Regions from separate parts of the Sus scrofa genome. Here region 2 is linked to region 1. Evidence: chromatin contacts called from public Hi-C data. All regions are on one chromosome and are shown on one strand. Each heading gives the region's core, a stretch centred on a gene start, on an enhancer-like site or on the middle of the called end of the contact. The rest is flanking DNA. Distances are from core to core; before and after follow the strand shown.

Region 1 (5,133 bases), core at 1,275-3,774:
ATGCCCAGCCCCGAGGGGCCCCGCTCCAGCTCCACCACAAACAGGTAGCAGAAGTCGTCGGTGCTGGAGCTGCGGCTGGAGGGGGCCGGAGGGGGCTCGTCCGCGGGCGCCGCGCCGTCTCCTGGGCGGGCGAGAGGAGCGCAGCAGGGTTAGGGCGGCTGAGCCTCAGTCTCACCTCTGCCCAGGGGCCAGGGCCTGTCCAAGAGTCCAGGGACATCTGGGCTCGGCTGCTTCTCCAGGGGACCAGAGGAACAGGTGCTCACGCAGGTCCCACAAGACAGGCACGTGGGCAGAACAGGGACAGCAAGGCCGGGACCCCGCGGGGTGAGGGGGCGGTCCCCTGTGCTGCCCCAGGACATGGGCTGCTGCCAAGAGGCTGAGAAGGGGGCTCTGCTCAGGCTCTCGGCTCCCCTCCTCCTTCCAGAGACCTCCTCAGCCCCCGCCCTCTCTCCCTGCACCTCTAAGTGGTGACGCCACGTCTGTCCCTCCAGGGCCAGGCGGGCCCTGCCCTGGCCCCCTCCAGAGCTGGGGCTCTTTTCAGCTCAGCCCCCTGCTCCCCCCAGGCACTGCGCCTTCTCTGCCCACGAGGTATAAAGCCGAGCCACCCCCTGACTGCCCTTGGGGGCCTCAGACCCAGCTCTGTCCCAGGACCCCCTGCCCTCAGGGCACCCCCCCCAAAGTGGGCAGGAGCACAATTCCTGCGGCAGGTGGCCGGGCTGGGGCAGCTGTGCCTCCACCACCCAGTCTCTGCTGGGTGCAGACCAGCTCTCCGAGCCCCAGAAGCCTGCGTGTGGCCCCGCTACCCTGCCCGGGCCTGAGCCACGTCCTCCCCCTCTGCCCCCGGGGCCTGTCCTGCACTAAGGGCGGCACTGAGGCCCACGCGTGCCACCAGGCCCCCATGGAGAAAGACCCTGCGGGACCCGCCAGGCGCTGGCAGGGCAGGGGCTGGGGTGCAGGCATGAGACTGGCGGGGGCTCACCTTCAGGAGCCGCACCCCGGGGGCCACCCAGCCCGTTCCTGCTCCCTTCCAGAAGTGCTCTCCCACAGGAGCTGCTGGCTTCAGGCCACTCGGGGACAGTGGGCTCGAGTGGGGTGGCGGGAGGCGTGAGCAGGCATGATGCGTCCCCGTGCAGGGGCCCGGGCTGGGGGCCCCCGCGGCTCACACGGCCTGATGGCCTTCCTGGGGGGCCCTGAGCCCGGGGAGCCCCTGAAGAAGGCGGAGGGTGCTCCGGGCTGGCCTCACGGGCTCCCCGGCCGGGGTCCCTGGAAGCCTCGGGGTGGCCCTCGGGGCTGGCATGGTGTGGGCCCTGGGGACAGAAGAAGAACCAACTCAGCGCCCAGCGACCCAACGTGATGTGACGGGAGAAGGACAGGCCTCCCCGGCTCTGCGGCCACGGCCCCAGCGGCACCAACCCCAGGCCCACGGAGCTCCGGCCTCTGCCGCCGGGTACCTGGGGGCACTCCGGCGGCGCGGGCCCCCCGCTGGCGCTGGGCTTGCTCCGCAGGCTCCACAGGAAGTGGCGGATGTAGAGGAGGTGCTGGTAGATGCTGTCGTCCAGGCGGTCCGCGTCCAGGTCCACCTGGAAGCCCTCGCTCGGCAAAACGATGGGCGGGGGGTTCTCGTAGGACTCCAGGACCTCGTCTGCGGGGACACGGCGTGGCCACCGGCGGCTCGCGGCAGCAGGAAGAGGCTGCCTGGCGTCCCCCGCCTGACGCCTCTGGAACCCGTGGACACGGGAGGGGGCCGGGAGAAGTGACCGGCCCAGGGGACCTCTCCTCCCTCCAAGGCCCAGCGGCTGCCCCCCACCCCCCCTGCTCCTCTGCCTGCTCCGCCCGGGACTCCCAGGGCCAGGACGCAGGGCCTTCCCGATGGTGGGAAGGCCGGTGCCCACACCTCACCCCCGGCCCCGCCTCCGGGCTCAGATGCACACCAGTAAGTGACAGGGGAGCGAGGCCGCGTCCCAGCCCCAGGGGAACAGAGACGGAAAACGGGCTCCGAGCCCTGCTTCTGTCTGAACCTTCCCGCCTGAGGCCTCCCGGTTTTCTCTGTGGGAACACACGTGACGCTAACAGAGAGAGACGCCGTCTGATCTATAACAACCGGTACATACGCGTGGGCGCCCATCTCCACGCCTGCGTGTGCAGGGACACGCGGGGCACGTGTGCTCAGGAACGTTCCCCAGGGCGGCGGAGTGGCCCCCCACGAGGAGACCCTGCTCTCATCCTGGTGCTGTGCCCTGGGCCAGGACCCAGGAGCGGCAGCGGGACCTCCAACCTCAGCCCAGAGCTTGGGGACAGAGGGGAACCTCCACCCTGGGCCGTCTTCCTCCCTGGGGGTCCTGCCCTTCCTGCCCCCCCCGCCACCCCCTGCCAGGGACCTCCACAGGTGGGGGTCAGGGGCCCAGGTCCACGCCCAAGTTCCCAGGAGGGGCCTCACCTGACCGGAAGGCTTCCGGGCAGTCCTGGGCGGTCGGCTCCCAGGCGCTCATGGGGCCCATGGCCGAGGCCAGCTGGTACTGAGTCAGCAGCCGGTGCAGCTGTGCGGGGCTCAAGGCGGGGAACGCGGCCCGCAGGCTCGCCCAGCTCATCTGCGTGACAAGACGGAGCTCCCAGTCAAAGGTCCAGGCGCACGGCCTCAGCTCAGGGAGGGTCTGCTTCCAGGAGCTGCAGGGGCAGGGGCAGGGGCCCAGTGCCCCTGGTGCCCATGCGGGACGGTAAGGTCAGCAAGGGGTCAAGGTCTGGTGGGTGGAGAGCCAGGGGGACAGCTGGGGACAGGGGCTGCCATTCCCAGGAAAGGCCAGCAGGCACTGTGCTGAGAGCCTTGTCCACGGAACCAGGCCTCATCCCACCACCTCTTGGGGCTGAGAAACAACAGAAATGACCGGTGGGAGATTAGGGGCAAGGACACAGGGGCCTGCGCCGCCTCTTCCAAGAGGGATCAGGAAGGCAACGCCACGGCGTTCAGTGCCACACGAGCCTGGCCTGCGAGCGGGGGCAGAGAAAGCTCCCCAAAGTAAGTTATGCTTCTCTGACCCCCTTCCAAAATCCCTTCGTCTGCTCTCTTGGCTTCCCCAAGGTTCCAGGAGCTTCCAGAGGAGGCCAGCGCTGGGCAGGCTCAGGGGCCCAGCTGGGAGGTGCCATCAGCAGTCAGGACTCAGGGCTGGAAGGTGTCCCTGGGTTCTCCAGCTCCCGAGCTGCTCTGGAGAAGCCGGGACCCGTCCTGACGGCCACCGTCGGGGGCCCAGGCCCTGCTCTGCATCTTCTCTGCAGCTGGCAGGTCCTCTGAAATCCCGCCAGCCCACTCCGCTGGCTGCATCTTCAATCCAGACCCTCAGGCTGCAGGGCGGGGAGCCTGCTCGGCTTGTCTCCACCACCGACCCGCCCCACCCTGCCAGCCTCTGCTGCGTAGACCCAGGCGCCCTTGCCCTTTCGTCACCTTCTTCCTTCCCCCCACCCCCACTTAATTTTACTGCCAACAAGGAACGCCGGCCAGTGGCTATGGTTCTACACCACAAACCACGCCCCAAGCTACAGGGGGCGCAGGGTGGGGAGGGCAAGGGTGGACCCGGGAGCCAGCCTCCTCCTAACACACTCCCCCTGAACACACTCCAGCAAGACAGCCCTGTGGGCCCGCGGGTGGCTTTGATTTTTGAGTTTGCGCCCCAGTCTGTGCTCCTCCGGGGCTGGTGTCGGTGGGCGCCCCAAGGTGCCCCGCAAAGGCAAGCGCCTCCTGCTCCGTCTCGTCGCCTCTCCGCTTGCTGGGTGCTTCCCGGCTTTATCCACCAGCCCAGCTGCTGAGCTTTTCATCTCTGCTGTCGTCGTTTTCATTTCCAAGAATTACTTCTGCTTTCTGACTTGCAGCATATCCCGTGACTATGCTGCAGATGCCCTATCTTCTCTTAGCTTCATGAGGATGTAATCGGTTTTCCAAAAAAGTTTCTTCTCGCCGAATAATCTGTTTCCAGCAAGGTGAAGTAGGGCCTGAGCCTGGGTTTACAGGGCCCTCAAGCTCAAGAGGGCTCCCCAAAAAGAGGAGGAGGGCATGGAACCAAAGCTTGAGACGGTCCCTGCCGGCCCCGCACAGCCTGTGTCCTCCCGCCTTACTCTCCTCTTTGTCCCCGTCCCTGCCGCCCACCCCGCCCGCCGCTCTGGGGGCAGCCCGGCTGGGGGGCTGTGGAGCCCACCTCTGATCTCCTGTGCTTGGAGGGCACAGGCCAGCCAGGTGACCGCGCCAGGCTCCAGCAGCCCTGGGTGCTCAGCCACTGGGACGCCCCTTCTTGGGAGGAGACTCCAGATCCCAAACCGCAGAGCCTTTGTGTCAAGCGCTCTAGAAATCACCCCCCCACCCCCCCCCCACCCACCCCGGTCTTCTGCCGGCAGCTGCGCTCCCTTCCCCCGCGCCCCTTGACTGAAGCACCACGGCCTCACCTCGGAAGAGACACAAACCCAAGCGCACGGCTCGGTCACCCTTCACCAGGACCCGAGAGCAGAGCGTGCGCGGCAGCGCCGAGGCTGCATCTCGCCTTCCCCACCGCAGCCTCTGCCCGACCCTGGGCTCCAGGCGGTGGCACGGCCCTGCTGGCCGGTGGGGACCTGACTCGCGCGACGGTGCGGGGCTGCCTGGCTGCGCCCACAGCGGTTGCACCTCCCAGGCGGCGTCGGCCTTGCCATCCTCGAGGCAGGGTCCGTGTTGCCATCGGGCAGGAAAGGGCCTGGCTGGTCTGGACTCACCGCTGGCTGTGACAACCGTCACACAGCAGGTGACGGAGGCGGGTGAGCTGGCCGAACGAGTGACCACGACCTTGGCGGTGGGAAGAGCACCAGGGCACAGCCTGACAGTTCCGGGGCTCACCCTGGGCTACAACTGAGGGGCGCGCGGCTGTCTTCCTTCTGGTGGCTCCAGGGCAGGATCTGTTTCACTATGGTTGTAGGACTGAGGTCCCGCTGCTGTGCTGGCCTCCAGCTGAGGGGTGTTCTCCAGGAGGTGACGGCACTCCTGCCCCCTCAGAGCCGATCTTCCGCTCCCCCTGCCACCTCTGACCTACTCGTCCAGCTCCTTCTATGTTTATTTTTAAATTTTTTTTTTTTTTTGCTTTCTATAGCTGCACCTGCAGCATATGAAGTTCCCAGGCT
Region 2 (5,210 bases), core at 1,291-3,790, 55 kb after region 1:
TGAGGTTGTCTCAGTTTAGTCTGTTTTATTGGATTCTTGGTAACAGGAACAGCCTCTGCAGGAAGAGCAGGGACACTGGAGGTCTGCACTCGTGTCTCCGGGGAGGCCCACAGAGAAGCTGCTGTCTGAGTGGTTCCTGAGTCCCACGTATGTCCTCGTGAGAATGTTTCCCTCCGACCTCGCTCCTGGATGACGCGACCCGCTCCTCTAGACCCCTACTATAGGATTGGCTATGTTTGCTGCTGCGCTCCCGGAAGGCCTGGGGGGGTGATTCACCAGAAGGGTTGAGGAAATGACTCTGGTGACCACAGGCTTCGGTGGTAGAATGGCTGGTAGTGAGCCAGCGTGAGGGATGCTTTCGCTGGACGCACTCCCTGGGCTTTCACTGGGATTTGCCTGCTGCAAGGAAACATCAGTAACCTGAGCGCTGATCACAGGTGCCGCCATCATAGCGAGGGCAGGACTGCTTCTGCCTGGAGAGCTGCCAGTCACCGGGCCAGTCTTCACAGCGCCGGGAAATGAAGACACAGACACGCTGTCTTCACTGTCTGCAGTCAAGCCGAGGCTGCCGTCACCCAAAGCTGTCAATCTGACACCTTCTGGCGAGGGTGTCTTCTTTTGCGGAAGCACGTGGTTCGGTAGCAGCTGATGAAGTTCCTTTCTTCTCAAGTGCATCGCCGCAATTTTCATGTCCATCTCAAACATCTTACTATTAACTGCCTGTCTATAAACTGTATCGGTGAAGGACTGGATGTCGTAGGTGAGATCGATACTGAGAATGTCAGAGTTCTCGGGTCTTTTTAACACTAACCCAATCACCCACATGGTACGAAATTCTTCCTTGTCAGGACTTTCCCTGGGGGCTGGAAAGGACTGAGGATTCACGTGCGCCAGTGTAATAAATTCATTCTTCTCCAGGCTTCCGACCAGGATTCGGATTTTTGATTCCACCAAGCCCACCCATTCCAGATGCTGTTTTTCTGTTGGTGCACTTGCTAGAAGTGCAATATAATGCTTGTACTTTTGAAAGAAGCTTGGTGCTTCAAAAAGTTTGGACCACTCCGCCTTACTCAGCAAAATCTCGTGTGTGATAGCGAGCCCTTGTTTAAACTCCTCAATCATGACCATCCTCGTTGAAACAGACACATTGTATGTGGAGTTCTGCTGTGGGTAGGCGGGGGTAATTATAGGCATGAGATGATACCTATCACTGGGGTTTACTCTCGGGTCCCACACGGGCAAATTAAGATTCCGTTCTTCGGGCTCTTTCAGCAGCACTGGATTTGGCCATTCCCATTCAGAAAACACCAAGAAGAACTTACGTACAAGAGTTGATGCTATTGCATTTGGATAAAGCTGGCAAGTTCTCGCTACTAGCATCGCCCAGGAGACACCTCCTAGGAAACCTAATATATTGGAATAGATGTTGTGGCACTTGGCCCACAACTTGACGGCCCTCAGAGTTAATCTGAAGTTGTCAATGTTTGGCACTAGATGTAAAATCTCATCAGTTACCCGGCAACCGTTAAGACTTCTTATGCATCTGATATCTAAATTTTTAAGCAGACTGTCATCTCTCAGGTCCAAATCTTCAGGAATAGTCTGCAGTGCTAACCTTGCAAACAAAATATCAATCTCTATCCCATCAAAACACAGTTTGATAACTGGCACAAAGGCCTCCTCAACAGCCCTTAAATCTTTTACTTCTTCATGGAGTTTCAACTTATCATAGAAGGAGGTAAAAAAGTCGCTTCGATCGACATGTCTCGGGGCGACACATAACGCATCGATATCGGCGCCCTTCGTATGCACCCCTAATCTGTAAGACCCGAACGTGAAGATCTTCCCTCCCACATTTTCAATGACAGCTTGTGGAAGACTCTTGCTTTCACTGAGTTCTCGTATCCACTCCTTGACCAGATAATTTAATTTCTCCAAAATTAAAATCCTGCGCTGCAGTTCCTCTTCCTCTTCAAACACCCCGAAGGGCTTCAGGGTTTCAATCAGCTTCTGGGTAAGGACGCAGTCAGTCTCCCGGGGGGGCGCCAGGCTGATGGGGGAGGAGATGCCATAGCGCTTGGGCGGCGGCGGCGGCGGCTGGCATCCCGGGGTGGTCACCGGAAACGGCATCGTCTCTAGCGCTGGCCCCGCCACGCCACGTCCCCCGCCACCGTGACCTCCGCGGCCGCCGCCCGGGTCATGATCCGCTGAGGCGGGAGGGGCGGGGCTCCTACCAGCCCAGGTCCGACCCGCTCCCGCCGCTTCAAGCGCCTCTCCGCGGTCCCCTCGGCCCCAACATGGCGCCCGCGGCCTCGCCGCCGCCTTCTAGAACGCCCACGCCCGCCCCGCCCCGCGGCCCCACAGAGCATGCGCGCGCAGAGCCTCATGGGGGCTGTAGTTCCGGCACGCCCCCGTGGTTCCGCCCTGGCGTCCCGCCAAGGGGTGGCCTCAGAGGGGCGCCCCGGGTTTCGGGCACGTGGTAACTGTGCTGTTTTGTTTGTTTGTTTGTTTTGTCTTTTTGCCATTTCTGGGGCCGCTCCCGCCCGCGGCATATGGAGGTTCCCAGGCTAGGGGTCGAATCGGAACTGCAGCCGCCGGCCTACGCCAGAGCCACAGCCACGCGGGATCCGAGCCGCGTCTGCAACCTCTGCAAGCTCTGCAAGCTACACCGCAGCTCATGACAACGCCGGATCGTTAACCCACTGAGCGAGGGCAGGGACCGAACCCGCAACCTCATGGTTCCTAGTCGGATTCGTTAACCACTGCGCCATGACGGGAACTCCAACTGTGTTGTATTTTTGCCCAGACCTACCATCCACCTCCTTGCTCGCGTTTCCTACACCTCACGTCGCTTTCTTCACCAGTGGCATCCGCCACATGCCCATCCCTTAGAATCCTTCCAGGGCAGGGTCTGCTGCGGGGAGGCAGCTCCGTTGCATGCTCCGCGGCCAGCGCCAGGACCGCAGCTCTGGGCGCTCAGTCCTGTCCTCTCCAGCTTGGCATGACCTGCCTGCCTCCCTGTGGTGTCTGCAGGTCCCATTGGGAAGTCTGCAGTCGGACTAGCTTGCGGCTCGCCTGTCTTGCTTCTTGGCAGCTGTAAGAATCTGCCCTAAGTGTCCTGCGGCATTGCCACTAGGCAGCTGGGGGTAAACTTTTCGTCTGTCTTAGCCAGGAAACACCGTGGTTCCTGGATCAGAAGATCCTGGGGCGCATCCCTGGAATATGTTCTCTCTCCATTCTCTTGATCCTCTTCTTGGAGACCTGGGACAGACCTTCTCATTCTGACCGCCGTGTCTGTAAACCCTTGTTTCTTTCTGCGAGATGCCAGCTCCCCCTCATTCTCTAGTTCTCTCTTCAGATATATTTAGGCTGCTACGTCATCACTGAAGGATCCATGGACAAACTTGCGTTTTCATTACTAAAACCGTTATCTCGTTCTTTTCCAAATCGCCCCATCCTTTTGGAATGACATTCTGTTCCTTCCCGTTTTCTTTCTACCTTTTATTTCATTACCATTTTCAACATCCTCACTTAATATTCTGTAACAAATGGTTCCGATACCTAAGTCCTTGAGAATCGGATTCTATAGTTTGTTTCCTGCTGACTCACTGTGAGCAGCATCACTTCAGGTGTCTCGTAATTTTGAACTGGGAGCTCTTCTCTCGCCAGGCCTGGATAGCTGTGTGGTTGTCCTTCCAAAAAGGACTATGTTTCCACCCAGTGTCCTTCTAAGCTGTCAAACTATGTACACTGGAGTTTCTTCTCTTGCACTTCTCCCAATCACTTCAACAGTGCAATTTTGAACCCCAAAGACAGAGAGAAAGAGTGATTTTCAATTCTAGGGGAGACTATTCAGTTTTCCTTGCCCAGAGCCCAGCTCAAGAAAGCTAACTCCTTCTCATCTCCTTGTACCAGGGAGCAGATTCTTCCTGTTCTACCTTTTCATTCAATCTACCTCCCTTTACAGTTTCCAAATATGGGTGAGGGTCGCAGTTCCAACTCCCTACTTCTTAAGGTCCCAAGGCTCTATGTCACTTTCTAGGACAGCTATTAAACTTGAGTTCCTGGGTTACAAAGACTAGTAAATGCCTACAGGGCAATTATAGCTTCATAATCACCTAAGATTCTAAGGCTTCCGAGTATCTCACTTTGGTTTTTCTTTCACCCCTGGGGATTACCTTTTGGGAGGGGGGAGTATTCAGCTCTGCATCTAACAGGAGAACTGCTATATTTCAGCCAGCTCTTGCAGGTACTTTACATAGAAAGCTTTTCCAGGACAATTAGTGCCACATATTGCCAGAAATATAAGTACCCTGCCAGCTTCTCAACCCATTTCAGTGGGGTCTGCATGCTTAACATTCCAGCAACAGGGCTACCAGGAGGGTCTTTGGTGACTTCCACGTTGCTCCATCTGGTGGGTCCGGGGTCTCCATCTTTTGTGACCTGCAGTGGCCTCCTCTGGCCTCCGTGGCACCACACTCTGTGCTGCCTCTCACACCCCTGGCCTCCCTCCGTCTGACTTGCTCCGCTTTTGCTTGGCCTCTAAAGTTGGAGCTCTTCCAGCTCCCACATTAATCCTGCAACGCTCCTCGCTGTATATCTATTTACTCCCTGGGTAAGAGACCAATTTTCACAGCTTTAAATATCATCTATTTACAGCTTAGCTTAAGTTTCTATAGTGGACTCTCTTCGGAGCTCCAGATGCCTGTTGTCTGACTTCCTGCCACCTCCATTTGGATGTCTCAAACCTAACGTAGCTTCAAGAGAACTCTTACTCTTCCCTCCATAGTTTCTTTCTTTCGTGGTCGTCCCCATTTTGTAGCTGGCATCTCCATCTACCCAGCTGCTCATTCCAGAAATCTGGGAGTCTTTTTTTTTTTTTTTTTTTTGGTCTTTTTAGGGCCACACCCAAGGCATGTGGACGTTCCCAGACTAGGGGTTGCATTGGAGCTGCAGCTGCTGGCCTACGCCACAGCCATCCAGGATCCAAGCCTCGTCTGCAACCTACACCACAGCTCATGGCATCGCCAGACCCTTAACCCACTGAACGAGGCCAGGGATTGAACCTGCATCCTCATGGATACCAGTCAGGTTCGCGACCACTGAGCCACAGGGGAGCTCCCCTATTACTCATCTTTTCAAAGTCTTTCCTACCCAATAGCCAGAGGGGGCTTTTAATCCCTTCAGCAGCCCCCCATCCAACTTCATCT

The links. A called contact is a pair of places that touch in the nucleus more often than the background predicts.
Region 2: a Hi-C map of fetal skeletal muscle shows a contact between it and region 1, with 2.7 times the contacts expected there. The contact joins the promoter of PAPOLB here to the enhancer-like site in region 1. A contact is called at or near these places in 13 of 47 Hi-C or Micro-C datasets (alveolar macrophages, embryonic fibroblasts, fetal heart ventricle and 9 more) and 1 of 2 datasets of contacts at active chromatin or transcription factors (skeletal muscle).

What each region holds. Positions count from the first base shown.
Region 1 is chr3:3,643,422-3,648,554 of Sscrofa11.1, forward strand. RADIL (ras-associating and dilute domain-containing protein) reads right to left here. Exons shown (of 16, transcript XM_021086022.1): 10 at 2,438-2,588; 11 at 1,932-2,066; 12 at 1,452-1,642; 13 at 980-1,307; 14 at 1-121. Among named protein-coding and RNA genes, the nearest start is that of AP5Z1, 23 kb to the left of the region's middle. Within about 2 kb of position 2,525, at least 5 of the 83 cell types and tissues checked have an H3K27ac peak or open chromatin away from gene starts, as enhancers often do. A contact at or near this core is called in fetal skeletal muscle and omental adipose tissue, where this site is marked.
Region 2 is chr3:3,698,446-3,703,655 of Sscrofa11.1, forward strand. It overlaps PAPOLB (poly(A) polymerase beta), which reads right to left and starts at 2,541. Exons shown (of 1, transcript XM_005674549.3): 1 at 1-2,541. The coding sequence starts at 2,130. The coding sequence ends at 208. The region is part of intron 2 of RADIL (ras-associating and dilute domain-containing protein); the gene reads right to left.